2 separate regions of the Mus musculus genome follow, and region 2 is linked to region 1. The links are chromatin contacts, called in public HiChIP or PLAC-seq maps. All regions are on one chromosome and are shown on one strand. Each heading gives the region's core, a stretch centred on a gene start, on an enhancer-like site or on the middle of the called end of the contact. The rest is flanking DNA. Distances are from core to core; before and after follow the strand shown. Region 1 overlaps Lamc2 (laminin, gamma 2). Region 2 holds the start of Lamc2 (laminin, gamma 2).

Evidence for each region. HiChIP or PLAC-seq counts read pairs in DNA pulled down with a chosen protein or histone mark.
Region 2: an H3K27ac HiChIP or PLAC-seq map of embryonic fibroblasts shows a contact between it and region 1, with 35 read pairs. The contact joins the promoter of Lamc2 here to the enhancer-like site in region 1. A contact is called at or near these places in 1 of 39 promoter capture datasets (hippocampal neurons), 1 of 15 datasets of contacts at CTCF or cohesin (the NIH/3T3 cell line), 22 of 484 Hi-C or Micro-C datasets (the C10 cell line, the HL-1 cell line, the HPC-7 cell line and 12 more), 9 of 115 datasets of contacts at active chromatin or transcription factors (CD8 T cells, double positive thymocytes, embryonic fibroblasts and 3 more) and 3 of 9 other capture datasets (adipose tissue, embryonic stem cells and pancreatic islet).

Annotation. Positions count from the first base shown.
Region 1 is chr1:153,126,394-153,132,124 of GRCm38.p6, forward strand. It overlaps Lamc2 (laminin, gamma 2), which reads right to left. Exons shown (of 24, transcript NM_008485.3): 18 at 5,430-5,574; 19 at 4,257-4,406; 20 at 3,643-3,757; 21 at 2,564-2,763; 22 at 613-771; 23 at 423-522. Among named protein-coding and RNA genes, the nearest start is that of Lamc2, 57 kb to the right of the region's middle. Within about 2 kb of position 4,123, at least 126 of the 459 cell types and tissues checked have an H3K27ac peak or open chromatin away from gene starts, as enhancers often do. A contact at or near this core is called in the HL-1 cell line, the NIH/3T3 cell line, adipose tissue and 8 more, where this site is marked.
Region 2 is chr1:153,183,191-153,188,541 of GRCm38.p6, forward strand. It overlaps Lamc2 (laminin, gamma 2), which reads right to left and starts at 3,257. Exons shown (of 24, transcript NM_008485.3): 1 at 3,064-3,257; 2 at 2,719-2,911. The coding sequence starts at 2,797.

The DNA.
Region 1 (5,731 bases), core at 2,873-5,372:
TCATAACTGGCTCCTGTCTGCTTCCAATAGTTCCCACATGGCCTTCTTTGTCTCTAGGCCCCCCAGTCCATAACTTCTCTCTGGTGCAGTGATGTGGTTACTCTCCTCTTTAAGACTGCCCGGGGGCCCCTCAGGCTCAAGACCAGGACCCTCAAGCTGACCAGACTTCTGGGAATTTCCTGGAACACACCCAGTGCTCTGACTCACAGCCCTTCACTCCCAGATACAAGTGCTCAGTGACTCATCTTAGACATGGTAAGACGGAAAATGTAAAGCAACCTGGCCCAAGTGTCTGGGCCCTGAGACAAAGCAGACTTCCAGATGGTCTCAGGGAAAGTTGAGATCCCCTCGCATCCGGACTAAGAATGTCAAGTCCTCTGGGGACAGACCCTGGGCTGGAAAGCTGAGGATGCTCTACAGACCTATGAGGTGTAGGATGCCGTCCAATGTGTTGAGTGTGTCTTGGATGGTAACTCCGGCACTCGTGGCTCTGGCATCAGCTTGCTGGGCTTCAGTAATCACCTGAGGACGAGTGAGTACAAAGGTGTTCTGAGATGTTATTTTTGTCTTGGCAACTAAAGAGAGCGCACATGGAAAGACGCCTGCACTCACCAGCTGCACCGTGTCCTTATCCGTGTCAAACTCCAGCTCCTTTCTGGCCAGCTCCCCCTCCATCTCTCTCATCTCGCTCTTCAGAGTGGCCAGTCCCTTCTCCATGGCCAAGGCCCCATCTGCTGTCACATTAGCTTCCAAGTTCAGACTCCCTATCTCCTGGGAGAATAAAAAGAGCCAGGGACGTGAGGAAAGGGAGGGTGAGGCTCAAAGCATCCCAAGGACAATTGGAGAAAAAAAAACCAAAAAAACATCTGTGCCTGGCTCTGATGGAGCAAGTCAGATGGACAATGAGAGAGTCAGACTTCGGGACACACCCTTCCCCAGGCTGGCCCTCAAGCAAGTTAGTTCAAGGTTAGCTCTCTAGAGACTAGGAGGGTCAGTGCGAAAACACTGGTTCTCTTTCAGTTCGGTGCCTAGAAAATTTCTAACGCAATCAGGAAAGCATTTGAGCAAACCCAGAAGGCAAGAAACACCATTCTCTGACACTCATGGGCTTTATTCCAAAGACTCACCTGGTCTTTGGAACAACTTTACAAGGATTTCCCCAAGACAGTTGTACTTGGAATACAGACCTGGAGTTAACTGTAGTGGTGGGTTTTTGTCTTTGCAGGGAAAAAGTTCATCAATGCCTTTATCAATAAGCTACAATTAAACAGTTGCAGGTATCTTTATGCTTGATGCCATATAAAGGAAGGTTTATGAAACTGCCCTCAAGGGGAATTATTAGAAATTATAGTTTGTAGGTTACCAAGCAGTCTTAAAAGTGAGGTCGAATAGTCTAGATGCCCAAGACCTCTTGACTTCCTGGAGTGGCACCAGCTCCCTAGAAGTCCTTAAGTAAGCAGGAAGGAGGTCACTTTCAGCCGAGAAGCATTCCTTTGCTGGAGCTCTAGGCATAGCAGAGCTGGATCTCAGATCTCTTGAATGCTCGTCAAGCAAGGGACCAGATAGTTCTTATCTCCATCCCTAGCACCAAGCATTCACAGTGCCGGACAGACTAAAATAGGCCCAGCTGAGACAAAGGATATAGAAGGCTGTAGAGCACGGGGATTTCATATCCAGAATCAAAACGCTGATGTCAATTGTTACAAGTTAAATTTACGTCCTAAAACTCATGGTGAAGTCCTAAGGGCTAGGGATGTTTCTCAGAGGGAGAGAGCTTACCAGCACGAACAAAGACATGGTGGATGGAGTCTTTGCTTACACGCTTCTCTCAACTCAGAAGATGGCCTTATTTGAAAACTGACAGTTGCAGATGTAATTAGCTACAGTGAAGTTACACTGGACCCTTAATTCAGTGAGACTGATATCTTCTTATAAGATAAGACTGAGATATGAATATAGTGGCCAGCCTGGGCTACATAGTGAGATCATATCTTGAAGAAGATGAAGGAGAAGGAGAGGAAGATGGGGAGAAGAAGAAGAGAAGGGGAAAGAAGAAGGAGGAAGGAGGATAGAGAAAAGAAGAGATGATAGAGGACTCTGGGGATCACACAAGCAGGGAGTGGACGGATAAAGCTATGCACCAAGGAAGACCAGGATTGCCTGGCCTCCTCTGCAGCTGGCAAGAGGAAAGGAAGAATTCTCCCTGGAGCTGTCAGGAGAAGTGGAGCCCTGGGCGACTAGTTTCTCATCCTAACCTTCCGAACGGTGCAAAAGTCACTTCTATTTTTCTAAGTATTTTCTGATAGCAGCCTTAGAAATCTTCATAGTAAACAACTCTGGGTGTTCTCCACAGTGCTGTTCAAAGGAACATGGAATATGGTGTAATAGCTGCTAGCCAGTGATAGAATCCATCCAGCAGAAGGGTGGGCGTGTAGAGCAGGGCTGCTGTGCCCTCTCCAGGACTCTGAGCCATAGGGGCTGAACTGAGCTGAAACACTCTCTCTCTGGAACAGGGCTGTGTTGGGCACTGCCTGGGGCAGCCCGTATATCCATTTCTCTTTACCTGCTCTATCTCGCTGCTGATCTCCAGGGCCTCCCTAGCTGCGTTCTTTGCCCGTTGGGTGTCGGCAGTGGCGCTCCCCAGGGCCGTTTCTGCTTGCTGGGTCTTGTCACTGGCATCTGCAACCTTCTGGCTAATAGAGGAGAGTCTCTTCATGGCCTCTTCAGCCTCTGCTTTTCTGTCTTCAACCTGCAGATCAAACTCTAGAATGAAGAAAAAAAGAAGAGAAAAGAAAAAAAAAATTGCCACAGAGACAACTGAATGAGAGTGCCTGGTGTTCTGAGGAAAAATTCCTGAAAGGGACCGATTACTAGCTAGGGGTGAGATGCTGCAGCTGGGATTAGCCTTTCTTTCCCAAGAGAAAAAAATCTCAAAGGAGCCACTGAGGGAGCTGTCAGCTTGCCCTAGGTCCCCACCACTGCAAGGATATCAACATCCAAAGTAGACAAAGAACAGGTGACTCTCTTTAAAGACTGAAGATTTAAGTCCAAGCCTGAAGCCAAAGAGCAGAGTTGGGGTGTAGTCACAGAGAGTTGGGTGTGGTTGCAGAGTTGGGGTGTGGTTGCAGTAGGTATAGAGGAACTTTCTATGAAGAGAATCCTAAGTCTTTAGAAATGATTCCCTTTTGTTTGCTAGTGAATAATGCTGACTTTTAAACCAAGTATCTTCAAGATACACCTCAGACTCCCTGGGAGTCACAAGTCATTACCTCAGAGAAGGCATATTGGAAGCAACCAAGCCACCCAAGGAAAGGAGACTATCAACACAGTTGTGACATACTGGGTATGAAGGACCCTAGAGATCGCCTGGTCCCCTTAAGTAGGACACAGGGATCTAGAAAGGTCACGCAGAGAGCTTGAGCTGGTCCTAGGGTCCAGTGAGGATCAGAACTCAGGACTCCTAGCACTTAGGTGGAATGACTTCCACCACCTAGGTCAAGTACTAATGAGATCATCATTACCTTAGTAAGATAGTGACTAAGCATCTATTAATAACCCAAATACACCCACCATTTAAGGAGGCAAAGGAGCATTTAGATGAATCGTGACTGTCCCTTTAAATCTGGATCACACAGCACTAACCTCGGAGGTTCTTCAGGATGTTCTCAACTTCATAAAAAGTGGCATTGCCCATACTTAGCGCTTCTTGGGCTCTGTTTTTAGCAAGGTTGGCACGGGAAAGCAGCTGATCTGAAGTCTGTAAATAGAACAAGATCAGAATGAGTGCATTCCTGCTAGCAAAATCACCCTGACACAACTTTTCCGTGACACCAGAGTGCTGTGCTGTGACTCACCGCAGTCTAGGGGTGCTGGAGCAGAGCCCTCTAGTATCTGATCAGGAACAAACTTTGTAATATATGTCTTTTAGAGGAAAGTCTACAACTCTTTCCACCCTAAGGGGCAGGAATAGTTTTGCAAATCACAATCTTAAACACTAGCTAGTTCCTGAATCTAAGATAGACAGACTTGGACTAAAATGAGACCTACAAGACCTGGGTTCTCTTCCTAGGTTCAAATGCTGACTCAATGGGTGGGGTTAATTCCATCAAAATTCCAGTCTTGGTTACTCCCTCTGTAACCAGTGGCATCATGACCTTTGGAGGGTTTATGGTTGTGGCTCTGGCTATTTCCACCCATACAGTCGGCATTCAGTGCGTGCTTGCTTATTGGCTGAGCGAGCGGTTGACAGAAGGTACCTGTCTCCTATCCTTTCCAGTCTGTAAAAGCTGCCGTGTTTCTTTTTCCCAGTTCCCCAGATTGTTTCGCACACGCGTGAATGCATCCGTTTGTCTGGTCACCAGGTTTGAGAGAGAATCAGCCTTTTGTCTGATCCTCTTTGCTTCCACCTGTGGACACAAAGTTACAAATGAGTGTGACTGTCTGCTCACACGTCACCACACCTGCTTCAGGACCTACTGTCACCATTTGAAAATACTGGCAGCCTTAAGAAGCCAAGAAAGCAGACACTGGCCCTAACGTCCCAAAGCCTACCAGAAATGAGACAGGGTACCAAGGAAAGATAGGCAGTACAACTCCCAAGAATACAGTAAACTCTGCCTCTGGTCTTTTTTAAAAAAGTTGTTAAAAACAATTGCTTTATCTATTCACAGAACATATCTCTATGGAGATCACTGTGAGTGTCTTTAGCTGTTGGGTATGCAGGTAAACTTAATCCAATAAGGTTGTAATAGCTAGGGAGATTGATGGCAGAAAAAAAAAAGCAAGCTTTTTGATAGCAAAAGTCTTCTTCTTAGCAGTATCAAATGGATGTATCGAACTCCATTAAAATTCAATTTGAGGGTCTCAAAAAAAAAAAGAACTGGGGAGGAGGCATAAAACTTTCCTTGACTAAGGGGTTCAAGATTAAACATGCAAGTCATTTTCCCTTTCAGAGTCTAGACAACAGATGACAGGAAGCAACTGTCTCTTCCTAACACCAAGCCCAAAGTCCATGCTAGGTTTTAAACACGGGCTATCAGCCATGTGCTAATACGTGTTCATCTGGTTGACATGGGTGCTGGGGTATGTGTGTGTGTGTGTGATGGGAAGCCTTTGTGGGGTGTAGGAGGCCTCTAGACCATGTGAGCTCTAAAGACATTGTGCACACTTGCCGATCATTTCCTCTGTCCTCCTGAGACTCTGCTGCCCTTAGCAGGACAGAACCAACGCAGGTACTGTGCCTTTAACCGTCTGAAACACTAAAGAGAAGAACCTCTTTCCCCTAATAAGTAATGAGCAATGTGACACTGCCTGACACAGCCATTGTGAAGAAGAAGCTGTAAAGTTGAACAATCTTCTGCGATCTATAGAGAAGAAAGTCTCTGTGTCCATTTGTCCGGGTGGCATGCACACAGGATCAGAGGCCTCACCTGAAAGGACAGATCACTGACTCCCTGAAGCTGAGAGGCAGAATCCAGGAGGCGGAGACTGTGCTGATACGACCTATCAGCTTCAATGTCGGCTTGGGTGCCCTCCCTTGACAGCTGCTGGCTCAGGGACTTGGTTTTCTCTAATCTGTGGCGAGGAAAAGTGAATGGTTAATAATAATAATAGCAATAATGGAGGGGGAAGACAAGACCTTACGATATAGCTTTGACAGGTCTGAAACTTACTGCTATCCTGCCTCCAAGAACTAGGATTACAAATACAAACATATTATATATATGTATAC
Region 2 (5,351 bases), core at 2,007-4,506, 56 kb after region 1:
AACTCTCAGCAACATTTCTTTGCTTACAAGGTGCCCTATACCGCCTATAGCATATAGCTCTTCATAGCCAGATTCGCAGCTACTCTTCTATCACGCTCTTCTCTGCATCTTGATCATCTCTAGCCATACCTCCCCCAGAGATATGATCCAGACCTTTGAGGACACATGCCCCAGTCTCTCACCAAGGCATGGTATGTGTCTCCTACTCATTGCTGCGCATCCGAACTTACAGTACCTGTACTCCAGACTCTCTAACGAAAGTGTGGATGGACCCAGCTGTGCAAGGCAACTCACAATAGCCATCCTTTTGCCAAGTCTGCAAGCTTGCTTACTACTAATGCTTTCATTTAGCAGATGAAGAGCCAGACTTCAAGCAGTTGAAGAGCCTGAAAAGTTACTGAGAACACTGTGATGGCTGAACAAGGATGACCTCCCCATAGGTTCATATATTTGACTGTTTGGTTACCAGCTGGTGGACTATTTGGGAAGGATTAGGGGATGTGGCCTTGTTGGAGGAGGTGTGTCACTGGGAGTGACTTTGAGGTTTCAAAACCCCCCAGCCAGGCCCACTCTCTTCCTCTGCATGCTGCCTACAGATCAGGATGTCAGCTCTCAGCTACTGTGCCCCGCCATGATGAGAATGGACTCGCCCTCTGAAACTGTAAGCAAGCCCCAATTAAATGTTTTCTTTTATAAGCAGCCTTGGTCATGGGGTCTCATTACAGCAATAGAACAGTGACTAAGACAGGCATTAACAAGTGAATAAACCAAAAAATTTTGCCAGGTCAGGCTGACTCTAAAGCCAGTGTTTTAGGTGAGACCAACCCTGTAAGTCTCGGTAATTATATCTTAACCATAATTTCACCTGCAAGAAATAACCAGGAAGCAACATCACGACTTCAGACCTTCGCAGCCCACAGGTGCAGCCCACAGGTGCAGCCCACAGGTGCAGCCCACAGGTGCAGCCCACAGGTGCAGCCCACAGGTGCAGCCCACAGGTGCAGCCCACAGGATGCCTGGATACAGGTCACTTTGGATTAGGACAGGTATCATACCTTTTGCCCAGCTCCTTGTATATCCCAGTGTGACAAAAATGGAAAAATATAAATGATCTACCATAATGACATAGTCTCACTTGGCTCCCAAATAAAGCTGTTTGAGGAGAGAACCTGGTATCTCAAGCAATCTGTCCCTAAGGAAGGGGAAAGTGCGAAAATGAGCCAACACAGAACTTCTGACTTTGTGTTTGGATGGACTGCTTGGGTACAAAGTCTGCTGTTGAACCTGACTTTATGAAACAATTGATGGCATCCTATAGATTTGGTTTTGTTATGTAATACCAACACACATGTATGTATTTAATTATAGCCAAGAGGAAAATTGCTGTACTGAAAAAAAATATACATATACATACACACACACACACACACACACACACACACACACACACACACACATATATATATATATATATATATATATATATATATACATATTACTTTTATAATGAGGTCAAAAAAGCTAAGAACACCTGGATCAAAGGTTCTGCCACTGCCAATAGCTGCCTGGGTGGCCTTGTGCAAAAACACTGCCAACTGCTCATCTTTTCAATCAAAGGATTCTTAATTGCTGATCCACTGGAAGTTACTTTTAATTCTAATATTCAGAGACTGTTTTCACTCTCAGAATGTTTTCTACTAGGTTTCAACCAGTTTATCCTGACTCAGGGGGAGCCCTCTCGACATGACCACTTTCATACATTTTTTTGTTTTAAAGTTCATCTTACATATCTGAGCTACACAACAGGTTTTGACAGGACTAGTGAAATGGTTACTATTGTCAAGAAAATGAACATGGCTATCATGCCAGTTACTCCTTTTTGGTGACAATTATACATGATCGAGCATCATGGCTTCCGATCCCTGGCAGTGGTGACTGGAACACCATGGAGAGCAGGAAGCAACAGTAACTATGAATGTGAAAAGTTGGGTGATCAGAGGAAAGCGCTTCAGCTAAGAGACAGAGAAACCCCCGCACTAGGTGTCATCATAGTTGACAGGACACATACACACGAAAAACAGTCGCTAAGTTCTCGCAGATTTTGTTTATATGACCTTAACTCCTCAGGACATGACAGCCACCGGGTGCTCTCGGTAGGAGTAAATGTTACTTGAAGTTTGAGTCCAATAAATACCTGGGAGGCGAAACTGTTCTTAGAAGTAACACTTGCAGTTTCGGGTATTACTAAAACGCTTAAAGTTCACGCTCTATCTCAAAAATACAACATGGATAACAAGGGGATTATGGAAGTTCTGTTTTTAGTCTGTGTGGTGCTGCCGGGCATGGAAAAAGTCCCACCTAACTCCCACTGGTAAATTACAGGGACCGGACAGTTTAAAGACTAGCATGTTACTGATTGAACGGGTGTGGAGGGGTCCCCTGTTGCCAAAGAAAAGAAAGGGAGGGAATTGAAAGAGGAATGGCTTTAGGGCAAGGAAACCTTCAGCTGGCACAACCCATTAGCTTCGTGTTTTTAACTCCCTTGGCTTTATGGGAAAACTGTCACTTTAGAGCGCGACTGTACAGGAGCCCCAGGTAGGGAGGAGATAGGCTCTTTGCAGATCCTTGACCTGACCGAGTGTGGATCCTCGAGGTGAATTCAGCCACCAACACCGTGTGCAGGGAAGGGCAAGTTGGAGGCGCGGTGGGAGCACTCACCTTCCCTCCTGGAGGTGGCCTGGGCTGCGGGCAGCAGGAGCGCGACACCAAGGCAGCAGCTGAGCCAGAGCGCAGGCATGGCCGGGCCGCGCTCCGCCGCTGCGGGTGCCTGCCGGGCGCCGAGTCTTCGCTCTGCTGTGCCTTCCTTTTCCCTCGATCAGGTGTTTTATCGACTCTTCTCCCTGACTCAGTCCTGACAGGAAGAGAGCCGGTGTTTCGGGGCGTGACTCACCTGTGAACAAGGAGGACCCAACCCTCCGAGGCAGACAAACACTCAGCGCATGCCGAGCAGTAAACCCGCTCGCTGCGGCCCCGGGCTCCCCCCTCCGCAACCGGGGAGCACACCTGGCCCCGCCGAGGGCGTGGTACTGAGGCTGCGGTCCAGAGATCCTTCTGGAATGTGCCATATCCCCTCCCTCCACCCGCACCCCGCTACACACAGCCGTTCTCTCCCGGGGTGGTCCTGGGCAGAACTCAGGTTGTAGATATCAGCCACCCCTTCCTCAAAACCGGAGGGGGCGAGGGAGTCTCAAGGGCACAGACATCCATTCCAGTCACAGTTGGACGCCCCTTCCACTCTAGTCTAAAACACAGGCAAATTAACCAGGCTGAGGGGCCCAACAGGATCGATCCTCTTCACTCTCAGGGTAACTTTTATTCTGAGATACAGCACGTATACATACCTCTGATTTTACTCACTTCTAAGCACACACACACACACACACACACACACACACACACACACACACACCAGGGTGACCCAAAGGTTGCTCTCCTGGGTCTATCTACCCCCTTAACCTTGAACTAGCAAACTCATTAAGCAAACTCATTAAACTGTTACGAACTAGTTCACAGTTGATATTCAACAAGCCTTCTGCTCATAAGAGAAAAGGTTTCTTAGTCTTTTAACATCTCAGAGCATATTTTTCACGACATTCTCTCTGGCCCCGCTAGAAAATAACGTTAAGAGGGATAGTGCCAGCCAAGCCCGGTGTTAGCTGAAGTGAGTAACACCAAGTGGGGGAGGGGATGCAAATCTTGGCTTATCCCACACTGTCCTGGGAACTTCTCCTACAGTGAATAATGCAGAAGTGACTGTCAGAGAAGGCTCTTAAATCCTGCTATAGACTTAGGATTTACTAGTATTTATGTAGACACAACGTATCCATTACAACCAATAACCACTTCTTTTCCTCATGGTAAGGACAGCAGAGGCCCTAAATAAATACCTAGTCACTGACTAAATGAATGACTGTACCATAGATAGTTCCGTAGCTTAACACTCTAAGATAACTAACAACGTAATCCATACATATTGTCAAAGGGTGTGAGAACTCCCATTTCTAAGTGTGATAGTGACCAGTGTAGGCTGACCAGGAGAGATGTGGCTGGCTTTGTACAGAACATGGAGTCTGAACTAGATACCTAGTTCTAACCAGGAAGTAGACAAAGCATTGAAGAGCAACAGAGGCAAGATAGGGTACTGCAGACAAGCCGACATCTCTAAAATCTAGCGCAAAATGAGCAACAGAATGGATATTCTAATTTTCTTAACCTAGACTCAACTCTCTTCTGCTCTGTCCAAATAATGTGGAGATTCTTCTCACTCAGAATCAGTGCCCAGCTACTGCTAACACTTCAGTTCCTTGAGAGCAGGCATCTATAATTTTTTTCTTCCAGTAGCAGCTATGCGGTGGACAGAGAGAGAGGGGGAGAGGGAGAGGGAGAGGGAGAGGGAGAGGGAGAGGGAGAGGGAGAGGGAGAGGGAGAGGGAGAGGGAGAGGGAGAGGGAGAGGGAGAGGGAGAGGGAGAGAGAGAGAGAGAGGGAGCACACTTGTTTCTGAGTGCTATGATCCTTGCATATCTACCATCCACTAACTGAAAATATTGATACTTCTTGTTTTAGAAAAGTCCAGGTACACAGTGTTGGAGGAGCAGGGCATAGGGCCCTGCAAAATCAAACCTTAAAGGCAAAATTTGTTTTTTAGCACAGATTTTCATTGTCTATCATATCTCAAATGCTTTCATTTTCATCTGCTACCCTCTTTAGTGATAATAATAGTAACAAAGAGACCTATCTGTCATTTATTGCTGGCATAAATAAGTCTGGCATACATAGTAGTCCTTTTAACATTCAATAGAACCCTGTAAATGAGGTATAGTACCAATGTCCCTATGCCACAGGCCAGGAAAGGTTAGGCAGCATGCTAAGAATGGCAAAGCCAAGATGCAAAGCCAGGCAATCTGGCTTCGCACTTCATAGCACTTTGATAGTCAGATTAAAAAGTGCCGTAGAGAAAGATAAGCTCACAATACTGAACGAGCTGAGTGCAATCTAAGGTTAGTCATCAACAGCCATCAAGGTATGGCCAACATCCATCACAGCAGGGCAAGACTGTGGACTCTTGGCATTCATCCAGGAAACCAAGTCACATAGGACTCTGCACAAATGCTTGTGATTTCCCCAAGATGTTAGATCTGAAAAAACCCACTAGTCACTTGGGCAGAGGGAGTCAGAAGGCAGCAGGCATCTTGGGTCCAGATCAATCAGTGCCTCATTTCTGTGGACAGTGCAGGATCCTACACCATCAGTAGGCACTCTCCTGTTGGACTCCATATCTCATTCTTCACCC